Regions from separate parts of the Mus musculus genome. Here regions 1 and 3 are each linked to region 2. The links are chromatin contacts, called in public Hi-C maps. All regions are on one chromosome and are shown on one strand. The core of a region is the stretch at or near the end of the contact, and the rest is flanking DNA. Distances in the headings are between cores, read along the strand shown. Region 1 has its middle 130 kb from the start of Gm40303. Region 2 has its middle 3.4 kb from the start of Gm40304. Region 3 has its middle 110 kb from the start of Gm40303.

What was found. A called contact is a pair of places that touch in the nucleus more often than the background predicts.
Region 1: a contact with region 2 is called in a Hi-C map of bone marrow-derived macrophages, with 67 read pairs. The contact joins two enhancer-like sites. A contact is called at or near these places in 10 of 39 promoter capture datasets (3T3-L1-derived adipocytes, the C10 cell line, the HPC-7 cell line and 6 more), 2 of 15 datasets of contacts at CTCF or cohesin (CD8 T cells and the NIH/3T3 cell line), 11 of 484 Hi-C or Micro-C datasets (B cells, CD8 T cells, Th1 cells and 5 more), 13 of 115 datasets of contacts at active chromatin or transcription factors (CD8 T cells, the HPC-7 cell line, Th17 cells and 7 more) and 5 of 9 other capture datasets (adipose tissue, bone marrow-derived macrophages, liver and 2 more).
Region 3: a Hi-C map of bone marrow-derived macrophages shows a contact between it and region 2, with 62 read pairs. The contact joins two enhancer-like sites. A contact is called at or near these places in 16 of 39 promoter capture datasets (the 3T3-L1 cell line, 3T3-L1-derived adipocytes, the C10 cell line and 12 more), 1 of 15 datasets of contacts at CTCF or cohesin (the NIH/3T3 cell line), 6 of 484 Hi-C or Micro-C datasets (bone marrow-derived macrophages, cerebellar granule neurons, muscle stem cells and 2 more), 14 of 115 datasets of contacts at active chromatin or transcription factors (CD8 T cells, the HPC-7 cell line, the NIH/3T3 cell line and 6 more) and 6 of 9 other capture datasets (adipose tissue, bone marrow-derived macrophages, embryonic stem cells and 3 more).

What each region holds. Positions count from the first base shown.
Region 1 is chr5:53,399,545-53,403,221 of GRCm38.p6, reverse strand. No RefSeq gene overlaps it. Among named protein-coding and RNA genes, the nearest start is that of Gm40303, 130 kb to the right of the region's middle. Within about 2 kb of position 1,976, at least 105 of the 459 cell types and tissues checked have an H3K27ac peak or open chromatin away from gene starts, as enhancers often do. A contact at or near this core is called in CD8 T cells, the NIH/3T3 cell line, Th1 cells and 6 more, where this site is marked.
Region 2 is chr5:53,541,863-53,545,492 of GRCm38.p6, reverse strand. No RefSeq gene overlaps it. Among named protein-coding and RNA genes, the nearest start is that of Gm40304, 3.4 kb to the left of the region's middle. Within about 2 kb of position 1,927, at least 85 of the 459 cell types and tissues checked have an H3K27ac peak or open chromatin away from gene starts, as enhancers often do. A contact at or near this core is called in CD8 T cells, the NIH/3T3 cell line, Th1 cells and 9 more, where this site is marked.
Region 3 is chr5:53,377,066-53,380,650 of GRCm38.p6, reverse strand. No RefSeq gene overlaps it. Among named protein-coding and RNA genes, the nearest start is that of Gm40303, 110 kb to the right of the region's middle. Within about 2 kb of position 1,885, at least 130 of the 459 cell types and tissues checked have an H3K27ac peak or open chromatin away from gene starts, as enhancers often do. A contact at or near this core is called in the NIH/3T3 cell line, adipose tissue, bone marrow-derived macrophages and 3 more, where this site is marked.

The DNA.
Region 1 (3,677 bases), core at 727-3,226, 140 kb after region 2:
TTCCTGAAGGAAAAGGTTGTATGTGTCTTAAGCTTGTTCTGTATGTCTAAACTGCCTCTCCCATGCTGGCCATGCTTAATATCATCCTGCAGTGGTACATGTTCTGGAAGTCTTCACTGGGCCTGCAGTTGATGTGTCTGTGTTTGCACAGCTTCCCTTTATCTCTGCAGGCTCTGACCAGAGTTTGCCCCCGGCCTTACCCAATTACAGGAAAAATAGTGTTCAAAGTAGGAAGCTAGTTCTACGAATCCACATTTCCTCTGTTAGGCAATGAGCTAGCTGCATGGGGCGCAGCATCTGCTGACACATAGCACACTCATTCGGTTTGATTTCATTTATGTCAGAAAAAGACTATTTCCATTCAAGTCACACGCGGTGAAGGGTAGTGTGGTAAAGCGAGTCATTTTACTCCCTTTAACAGCAGCTTCCTCTTCTAGAATTTTCCAGCTCCAAGGCTTGGCAGGTTCTATGGTTTTGTGGCTACTCGAGGCTTCGAGCAATGCATCTAGCAGATACATTTGTAGACAAAGGGAAAGACTCTGGGTTTCCCCTTGCCTCTCTGTTCTGGGTCTGATGTTAGCAGATGGAAATAGAGATGTTTGTTATCAGTGGCCTAGGCTTTCTCTCTAACCCGGATGGATGTAGCTAAAGATAGTTATGGTCATGCACCCGGGCGTTTCCTCTGTTAACTCTAGGACCCTGTCTGTTATCCTCTAGCTAAGACTCTGTGTTCACCTCGAGGATGGTAACATTAACTGGTCTGCTCAGGGACATCTAGATGACTTCTTTTTGAGAAAAAATCTTTTGTTAGTCTTCTTCCCACTGTGTGAATCTAATACTGAAGCTTTCTGCTTCTAGATTTTTCGATGGGGCCTGTGAGAAACTCAAGGCTTGCATCACTGACTCATAGGGAAACAAATGGAGGCTTATTAGATGCCCTTTCTCTCTCTTATGTGGTGTGAGCAACAGCAAGAGTGTCTACCACTGTCAGCTGTCATTTCATGAGTTTCTATTTCTGTGATTTATGTCTCTGCTGTGTCATTTCAGGTGTCGCACCTTGGGGATGTTATGGCTAAGATAGGAGGTGATTTTCACTCATCAAAAATCGGCCCTTGTGTTTGACAGGGAAAGAAGGAAACCATTCTGTTATTAGTCTTTTAAGTGAATATTAACATCCCCATAAATCGATGATCACTGAAGAGCTCTAAAGTCTTTAGAGATTTAAAGATCTCTAGAAGAGAGATCTAAAGTTAAGTTTAATTTAGAAATGTCTATTACCTAATAGCTGCTTGGGTTAATAGGTTTCTAAGGCAGCTAATTTATTTGGGGCATGTTTTCAAAGGGAGTTGATTGGATGCATGTTTGTACTTCTAAAGGATTTACCAAAGAAGGTATTATTCAGTGGAAAGGGACAGGGGGATTACTGCTCCTCGTTATGTGAAGTTAGTGTGATCTATGTGCCTTGACTTCTGTGTACGTTCAAAGACACAGCTCTTCTTTGATATCTACAAGTAATGATGTTATGGGGTGCAAGGAAGCAAAAGAGGGAAACCTGAGTTTCAGAATAGAGTAAGCTGTTTGGATGAACACTGACACCGAGTAGGTCTCTTGTCCTCTTCTACGTATTCAAAGTTCTTCAAATAAATGTGCACATGCAGGAAAGGAAAAGAAAGAGAAAAGCCATCATTTGGTCTCAACAGTGTATCAGCCTAATTATATTAGACACTGGAGACCTGTGTGACTCCACTTTTGATCCATTCTTACGTGAAGTTCATTATTATCTGTTTTTAATCATTGCTCACTTCAAGAGTAGGACAATGGAGATACAGGAGAAACTTTGAAAGCATTTGGGGGCCTTCCCGAAAGCTTTGAAAAGCATTTCTTTGGAAACATTTCTGCTGAGGCAGCGGGCTGGGTGTGAGTGGGTGTTGGGATGGGTGTCTGGGCTTCCCCTTTTCAGATCTGTTTACCTTACACAAATCTCCATAGAAACAAGGCTTGTTTCTGAGGTGACTTGAGGGTTGCCCCGGAGGAACAAGCAGAAAGACAGAGAGCTGAAATTTTCCTATAATCCTAAGAAGGCCACCTATGGCAAGAAATCATGAGTTCTACTGTGCCTCTCCTTAAGACATAACCCTCAGAACTAAATAGTCTTTGTGTTACAGACAGAAACCTTTAACTCTGAACACTTACTCAAATCGTAAGTGACCCACCCATATTTACACCCGGCGTCTCTGACCCTGATACCCACGTTCTTCCTATAAAATGACACCCCCCAGGAGCCGTGATCTCTCCTCCCACATCCCCTACACATTTTCCAGTATGACATAAAACATACTGCACTTCATGTCACCTTCTTGAGGGTTAAAGAAGATTCTCGCAAGGAAAGGGATTCTAGGAAAAAGGAGAAATGGAGCAGATAACCCAAGATTAGAATCAGGAAATGTTTGGACAGCCTTGAATTTCCCCAGCAATACATGGGGTGACCCCAACTGAATACTGACTTCCTGTGACAACCTCTGGAATACAGATGGAAAAGACCGTAAGACAAGCACCCTGACTAGAGGTATCACCAGTACCTAGCACCGTCGGATTTCAGTAAGTGTGGGAAATACGTAGAAGTTTTTGAACTTCTGAGACACTAGGGCAGATCCTGTATTTGGGCTGTGAATTTAAAGAACTCAGCTATCAGGGACTAACAGATGAAGAGGTATGGTGTAAATGTAGAGACAACTGTGACCCCCATGTGCCCACATTTTCCCCTTGAGCCCCGAGGTGCTTGCTAACACTGCATCCCTGGACCATGAACCAAGTCTGCATCTTCTATCTGGCCTACTTCAACTAGAGCATTATGATTTTTCCTGAATTGCTCGAAACCTAATGCCTCTTTAATACACAGTATGCAGGCCCTAAACATAAGAATGCTCTCTGTTTCCCACAGAAAGTGGTCACCTTAGGGAAATGAAGGTTGATACCTACCGTGACATGATGGACAGGTCTTGTTCAAGCCACACCAACTGCCCCAGTTCTGTGATTTAAGATTGTTTCAGAACGTAGGTTTGTTTAAGTGCCACATCTCAGTCTCTACAGAAAACCCGGCGCAGCTCCGCAAAGCTCCCTTTTCATGGTGTTTACATTTTGCAGTTATTTTTGAGGAATGGTTTTCCAATGAATGTGTTTGATGGTTCTCTGTGGCTAACTTCAAGTTACGGGTTTTATATCACAGACATGGTTCCTGGGGTTGGAGAGATAGCTCAGTGACTAAAGGAGCCTGCTGTTCTTGAAGAGGACTGGAGTCCTGTTCCAAGTGTCCATGTTGGGTGGACCATGACCCACCATAACTCCAGCTCCAGGGGAGCTGATGTCCTCTCCTAGCCTCTAAGAGGACATGAATACACATATGCACATACATATGCATAGAACTCGCGAGAGCACACACACACTTACAAATGAAACAGAGAGAGAAAAGATATGAAGTCGTGTGAGTGGGGAGGTAGAAAGGATCTGGGACGAGTTGAAGGAGTGGGAAAACATGGTCAAAATATGTCGTATGATGTCTGTCCTCAGCATCAGCACGTGTGTGATTTAAAAAGCATCCAATAAGGTCCTTACTGCCTCAATCACTGTGACCAACTCACTGACTATGGACTTGGATGTCCTACTGGAGTGAATTGCCC
Region 2 (3,630 bases), core at 678-3,177:
ACCGAGGAAGACACCCAGTATCAACTTCTGGCCACTGCACATACATGTGCATATACACACATATACCATACAAGCACACATATAAGTAAACACACACATTTAAAGAAAAACTTCTCTCATGTGGTTTCAGTTTTGTTTCTGTTTGTTTGTTCTGGTTTTTATTTTTGCCCTGGAAATCCCTGCCTTATTGGTCCTTCTACTTCCTAGACTCAGGACTGGCTATGGACGACTTAGTCAGGAAATATCCTAAGGATCAAAGCAAATGATTCCAGGCACTAGCAGCACAGGGACCTGGAATCTGCCGTGGACATGTGTGCACAGCCATAGGCAAATGCCCATTGTGCCTGTATTTATGTATACGCATGCAGTTTCACGTTGTACGGCAGCAGGATCATTCAGAGTAAATGAGAGGACACCTAGATTTGTGTGTTCCAGTCTCTCCCAGGCTTTTCCAAATTGAAGAGTCTGGCTTTCACAAAGGATACCAGGTTTTAGATAAAAGATCCCACAATGATTCTTCCTAGGTGTGATAAGAGGATATAACATGTGCTCAGAAAGGACAAGGTCATTGTTTGCAGAGTCTAGTGTCTGAAATTTATTTTTAATCTCAGAGGTCCCACTCTGAAGTTTCTGAGTCAGTTGTCTAAAGTAGAGTATGAAATGGTTGGAGATTTTAATAGCCATCCCAGGCTTTGTGTAGGCCTCGGAGCGGCAGCATTCAATATGGTCCTCTTCCCATGCAATGCTTAGACTATCCTATGGCAAGTATGCCTTTCCCTACTGAAGCTCTGGGTCCCTCCTAAGAGTAAGCATCAGTTACATTAATGTAGCTTAAGACAGAGTCATTGTCCTGAAGGAAACTTCCCTGAGGTCTAGTTGAGGAGGGAGCAAGACAGGCCGTGACTTTCTAGCAGGAAGCCACATGCCATCTGTCCCCCGCCATGACTGAGGTATGGGATCTTCACACCAGCTGCCTGGGCCAGGGTGCTCCCAGGAAAGGGTCTTCCAAAGTGCCCTACTTCCAACCTTCATCCACAAGGCCACAGTTAATTTTCCAAGGACTGATGAACTTCTAGAAGCTGAATATCATGGGGGTGGGTGGTGGGTGGGAAGCAAAACCTGATGCAGAGCTGAAATGGTCATGTTTAAAATGTCTAAGGACTGTCATCAAGCAAATATGGGAAATCGGCCACAGGCACAATTCCCAAACGTAGGGATTTGCTTTACTTATTTGCATAGGAAGAGTTTTATTTAATGGATGAAACAGAAGACTTAAATCCACTTACCTCCATGGCCCCACCCGTTCCTTACATTCATGGTCACATTCTTTGCATGGCCCTAATCCCTTCATGGTCCCATCCTCTGCCTGGTCCCACCCCCCTACCTGGCTGCTGGCTCCTTTTTTTCAGCTCAAATAGACTGGATAAGACACTCTGGTGTTTCGGTTTCTTAACTCCCAAGAAAGAAAATTATAAGAAAGACTTGTAAGCCAGACATGGTGGAAGATACACACCTATAATGTCAGCACTATAGAGATGTAGAGGCAGGAGGATCAGGAGTTCAAGGTCACCCTTGGCTACTTGGTGAATTGAGGCTAGTCTATAATGAAAGAAAGCCTGTCTTCAAAAACAAACAACTCAATAGTAGCAAACAAGAGGCTTCTAGCTGTTTGATAAGACGTTGAGACTCATGTGTGAGTTCCTGTGGAGTAGTCACCTCTGCAGCCTGGACAGAGAAGAAAAGCACAGGGCGCATGCTTTATTTCCCTGTACTCATTGCTGGCTAATTAGAAAACAGATTTGTTAAAGTTTTGGCCCAAAGAAAAAGCCCAAGGCTCAAAAAAGAGACCGAAGAGAGTGACATCATTTCCTCTGACTCTTCCCTGAGGGCGTCCTGGTGTTGGGGAGAATGACTCAGGGCCCAGAAATGAAGCAAAACAGAACAATTTCCAATACTGATGATTTTGGTCCCTAACCTTCCCCAGGAAAGGATGGTATTCATGGGGGTGGGGGGTGGGGGATAAAGGAGCAAGGGAGCAAGACCTGTTTGCTCACTGAACAGACAATAAGAGAAGAAAGAAGTTCAAGCCGGATCCTAACGTGTTTTTCTGTCCCTATCCCTCTCTGTATGTGTGCTAGCACATTCAGATCCCCCAAAGTTCTTGGAATATGATGTGGTGGTTTAGAAGCTTATCATTTCTGAGGTTTGTTTTTATTATTATGGGGTTGGAAGACATTTTCACTTTGACTTTTGCAAGCAGCTATTACTCCTCTCTTGAAATCATAGGTCCCCCATAATGCCGTGCGTGCTTCAGGAAGTTCATTCCTCTACCTCCAAGAATAGGACGCACTCAAAGTTTTTTGTTCTTGCTCAGTGAATGAAAAGAAGAACTAAAAGGAAGGCATGACTGTTCCTAGGGGGTGGAGGTCTTTATTATAGCTTTAAGGGGGAGTGTAAGCAGAGGTGTGGGGAAGAGTCCAGAGTGAACTGGGCCATGGAGGAGTTCAGGGCTGGGGGAGGACGGAGGAGAGAGAAAGAGGAGAAGGAGGGATGAGAGATGAGACTCAGATCCAGAGGCAAAGAGGCCAAGAAACCAGCATAGCCAAAATGGCTGACTTACATAGAAATCAAGGAGGCTGGGTAAGGGAAAACCTGTCTAGTCCCTGGGGCGGAGAGTTTAGGGTAGGGGTCAGGGTACACCAGCTGGCTTATCTCTGCAATAGGTCTGGTGATACTGAAGGAGACTGGCAGATTGGATCTGTTTCCATATGTTATTATGCACCTCAGTTAGCTATTTAAGACCCAACAGCTAGGTAATGTTAGAGTACTGATACTTCTATACAATGTATGTTAAATTCTTTGCATTAAAGGCATTTGAAAGAACATAGGGATTATTCTGACAGACCCCACAAGGCAGATCCTAGGAGTTTGTTAGTCAGGCTACTGAGACAGACAGACAGACGGACAGACAGACTCACTAGGTTGATCTAAAGCTCCATTGAATCCTACTGAAGCCTGGGAAGAAAGCATACCCCATTTTCAGCTCTCCCTGGAGCTTCTGAAAGTAGAGATAATTGCTATCTATGTTATCAGAAAGCATCAAGCTTAAGGCCACAGGACTTCTGCAAGAGCTGACTGAGAGACTCAGATTACAGAAGGAATCTGAGGAATCTAAGAAATGCCCTTGAAATTCCTTGGTAGAATCTGACCTGAGAATCACAATCCATCAGTTTCCTCAGCAGATGCCTCCGGGGATACCTGACCTTGAACTCAGTGCCCTCTGCTCACTCTCCTGAATGTCATGCATCTATGCATGCATCTCTTGATGGCCTCAGGACAGGCTACCCCAAAGCCAGGAACACTGGCATTTGAGAAAGCTGCATTTGAGAAGTAGGAAGACCACTCTGCCTTCTGTCCCCACTCTCAAGCACAGCACAACTGTATCATTGATGAACTAAACACCGATGCATTGAACCTTACTGAGACCAGACTGTGACTAAAACCACAGATGTCCGCAGAGTTTAGGCGGGACATTAAGGATACAGTGTTACAAATAAATAGAAAATGCAGCCATCCCTGATTCTGCCAGGCAGAAATTGCTTCCCTGCAACATCTGCTTGTTTCTTGGCT
Region 3 (3,585 bases), core at 636-3,135, 160 kb after region 2:
CCTTTGAGTGGGTGCTGGCGATTTGAACTCAGATTTTCCAGCTTTGACAGCAAGCACTCTGAGCCACTGAGCCATCTCCCAGACCCAAGAAAGCAAAACTGGAACTTAATCTAGCTTGCTCTAAGTCCTCAAATGTATCTTTTTTTTTTAGCTGTCATGTCAATTGTGGTATAAAAGGATGTGAATGAATGAACTTCCAGAATTCACTTTTCCACACCTCCCAGGCTGGCTCTACCGTTACACTGGGATTTAATTTCAGCTCCGTGGAAGGCGGCCAGCAGCAGGAGGAGGAGATAAGGGGGTGGGAGTGAGGGGGTGGGGGGAAATATGAGCAGAATACATGATATGCATGCATGAAGATGTCATAGTGAAAACCTTTATTTTAAACAATGCATACATATGTACATATATAAATATTAATATATAGGAGAATATTTCCATTGTATAAGTCTATGGCCCTGGAAAGGACACTAGGTCATTCTGAGTGTTTCTTCTTTCGGGCCATGGAGCTTAACTGAGCAGACAAAATTCCTATCTGGACTGTACCAGGCATGTTGTAAGGATTAAATAAAAGGGAAAACATGCACAAGCTTTCAACAAGCCCCACATGGAGTGAACACCCTGGAAATATTAACTTTCCCCCTCATAACAGCAGCCGTTTTTATTACTGCCCTGCTTCAGTCAGTCTGGCCCCAGCCTCTCTCGCAGGACCTTCTTCGCTAACATGTTGATGGAGCCGAAAAGGCCAGATTTCTGGGGAGCCTCGGATCCCCTCGGCTTATAACAGAACAGCCCCGGCAGCTGCCTTGTTGAGCCTGTGCGTGCAGCCAGGCTGTGAGGCCGAGGCCTTGCTGATGTCCTGTCCTAGCCAGCCTCCTTCGGCTGCCGCGCACATGTTCCATAAATGGGAATCATTAACCGGGAGGCTCATAAACACTCTCTCCCGACAAGGTTGTGCAGCGCGTGCCGACTGTGTGGCAATCTCTCAGGCAAGCCCCTGAGCCCAGATACAAGGCAGCCATCTGTGCATGTAAAAACCTGTGTGCCCTGAAAAGAAACTTCCAGGAGCCAGGGTCTACTTCCCTAGCTACCTGAACAAACTCTGTTTCTGTTCCCTCCATACAAACCTGGCTAGTTGGTTCATAATAATTAGCAGATAGGCTTTCCCTTCTCCCTGAGGGTGTTCGAAACTCACAATTTTCTTTGCATTTACAAAAACCTCAAGACAAAGAGGGAAGGTGGGGAGAGTGGTTGACAGTCTAGGTGAGACCAAAAGGAAGCCATTCTACTGTAAGCTCCTGCAAATACATTATGCAGAGAGCTTAAGACCCTGGTATTATCAAAAGAAACCAATATCGCTCATTCTCCATAGATGATGAAATAAGGGCCCTGAGATATAGAAAGACCCAAAACTTTCCTGCACTAGACTTATGCTAAATTGGGGGTGGGAGAGGCAGTAGGATCACAATGGGGTTGGATGTCTTAAGGGTACAGAAGGTAGCACTTCAGTTAATAGCCCTGGTGCAATCATGCAGACTGGAACTTTCCAAGAAGAGGGGATCAGATGTGTTCAGTGAATGATTCCTTGAGCAAAATTACATCAGCAGAAGACCTTGAGAGGAGGTAGTGTCATCTCTCTCAGCATCAGTTTCTCCATTCGCAAACTGGACGGATGAGAGAGCTATTGAGAGAAGCTGTCTTCACTGAAGCTGTATACAGAGACTTCGCATGAAGCCAGTCAGTTCTGAGCTAGAGGAGACCCAGGGCCAACCCCTGATGACACCATTGCCCTCTGCCAAGGGAACAGGAAGGATGGGGGCATTGGGAGATCAGAGGCATGGAAAGAGGAAGAGAAAAAGAGATGGGGTGAGGAGAAGGCGGAACAGAGAGAAGAGGCTGGGCTAGCTAGGAGGGGAAGAGGAGGCAGCAGCCTGCAGAGCAGGGGGATCCTGGGCTTCATAAGCAAGAGGAAAGGGCGCTTTGGCGGCAGCCCAGTTTCTGATGGGGGAAAAGGAGACAGTTGGTTCTCCGATGGCTGGCAGATGCCCTGGGCTCCAGCAGATTAAAGGTCCTTGCTCTCCTGTCATACACATAGCCTTTGTTAGATTATTGAGCACCATGGGGGCATGGCTGGACCAAGATCTGATGGCTATCCTCCCTGAGTGCTATGTTGTATGAAGAAGGCACACAGGACTTCAGAGAATTCCCAGGGCTGGAGGAGACACTCTGTTGTCCCTTTCCTGATATCCCTGCCCCCCTCCCCCATCTTCAGTCTCCTGGCCCATTTCAGGTCTTTGTCCCAACAGCACAACCTGCCTTTTCTTAGTTCCTGTTCCTGTTCTTGATGTTGTTTTGACTGTGGGTTTCATGTAGTCCTGACTGACCTTGAACTTGCTACATAGAGGTTGGTTTTGAATTCCTGATCCCTCTAGCTCCACATCCCAAGTGCTGGGATTACTGGCATGCACAACCATGCCCAATTTCTTCTTGAGCATTTTTGTTTGTTTGTTTGTTTTTTTTTGTTTGTTTGTTTGGTATGGATGAGAAAGAAAATGCGTAGGACACTCAAAAAGAAGACAGAGAAATGGGAATTAGGTGGGTGGGGCCACTTTTCCTGCTATGTCAGTGGTGGACCAAGAGGACCAGTAACAGATGCACTGCAGAGGCAGCCTTTCATGGACTGGGACCAATTGGTCACAGTAACAGAGATTAGATCAGTAACTGACAGGAAGGCCTGTTACTAGAGCACTGCCCACAGAGCTCTTACAGCGCCTCCCCTGGTTTGCTCTGGAAGTGACCCCAATGGTCTCCACTGGCTACCAGGAGCCCCACCCTCTATCCTTGCCTGCCTACCTTTTAGAAAGCCACCTTGTCTGTCAACAGCCCAAGGAAGAATGAGTGTATCTCTGCAGGAGTGGAGCTCCTCACTCATCCTCTTTCAGAACTCTGCATTTCTCTGGCTAGAGGAATACAGATGGTGCAGAGAAAGCCAGAGGACTAAAAGCCGCCTCTGACTTTTAGGCAGAACCCTTTGTAGGCAATTCTGACATTCATTATTGTCCCAGTCTCCCATTTCCTCCCCTTGCATTGCAAGCTCCTATATGAAGAATGTCATACTCTTCCTGGACCTTATTAGTTAGCTTTCTGTCTTCCTTGCTATCCCAGCCATGTGGGGACTGAGGGATGGTGGCATGGGGCCCCTCCTGGGCTCCTCCAGCCTGCTGTCCTGACAGCTCTAAAGTGTGTTTATCCTTCTGAGGGATATACCACTACCCTCTGCTCTTTCTGCTTCCATTACCATCCCTTCAGGCCAGAGACCACCTTAGGAGAAAAAAGGAAAGTTCTCCAGGAGAGCAGAGAAACGCAGGGCCATTCAGAGCCTGTTTACGGAGGCTTTTCCTGAACTTTACAAACCCAGCACTAAACAAGTGTGAAAGGATTTTTCAAGGAAGAGACATGCTTTTGCAATTTGCTGGAAGTTTCCCCTCGTGTTCCAGAAAAGCAGCCCTCCCCATTACTCACTAGGGAGGCATGCAGGCCAGAGAGGAAGGCGAATTGAGGAATGAAAACAGGCCTTCCCCTTGC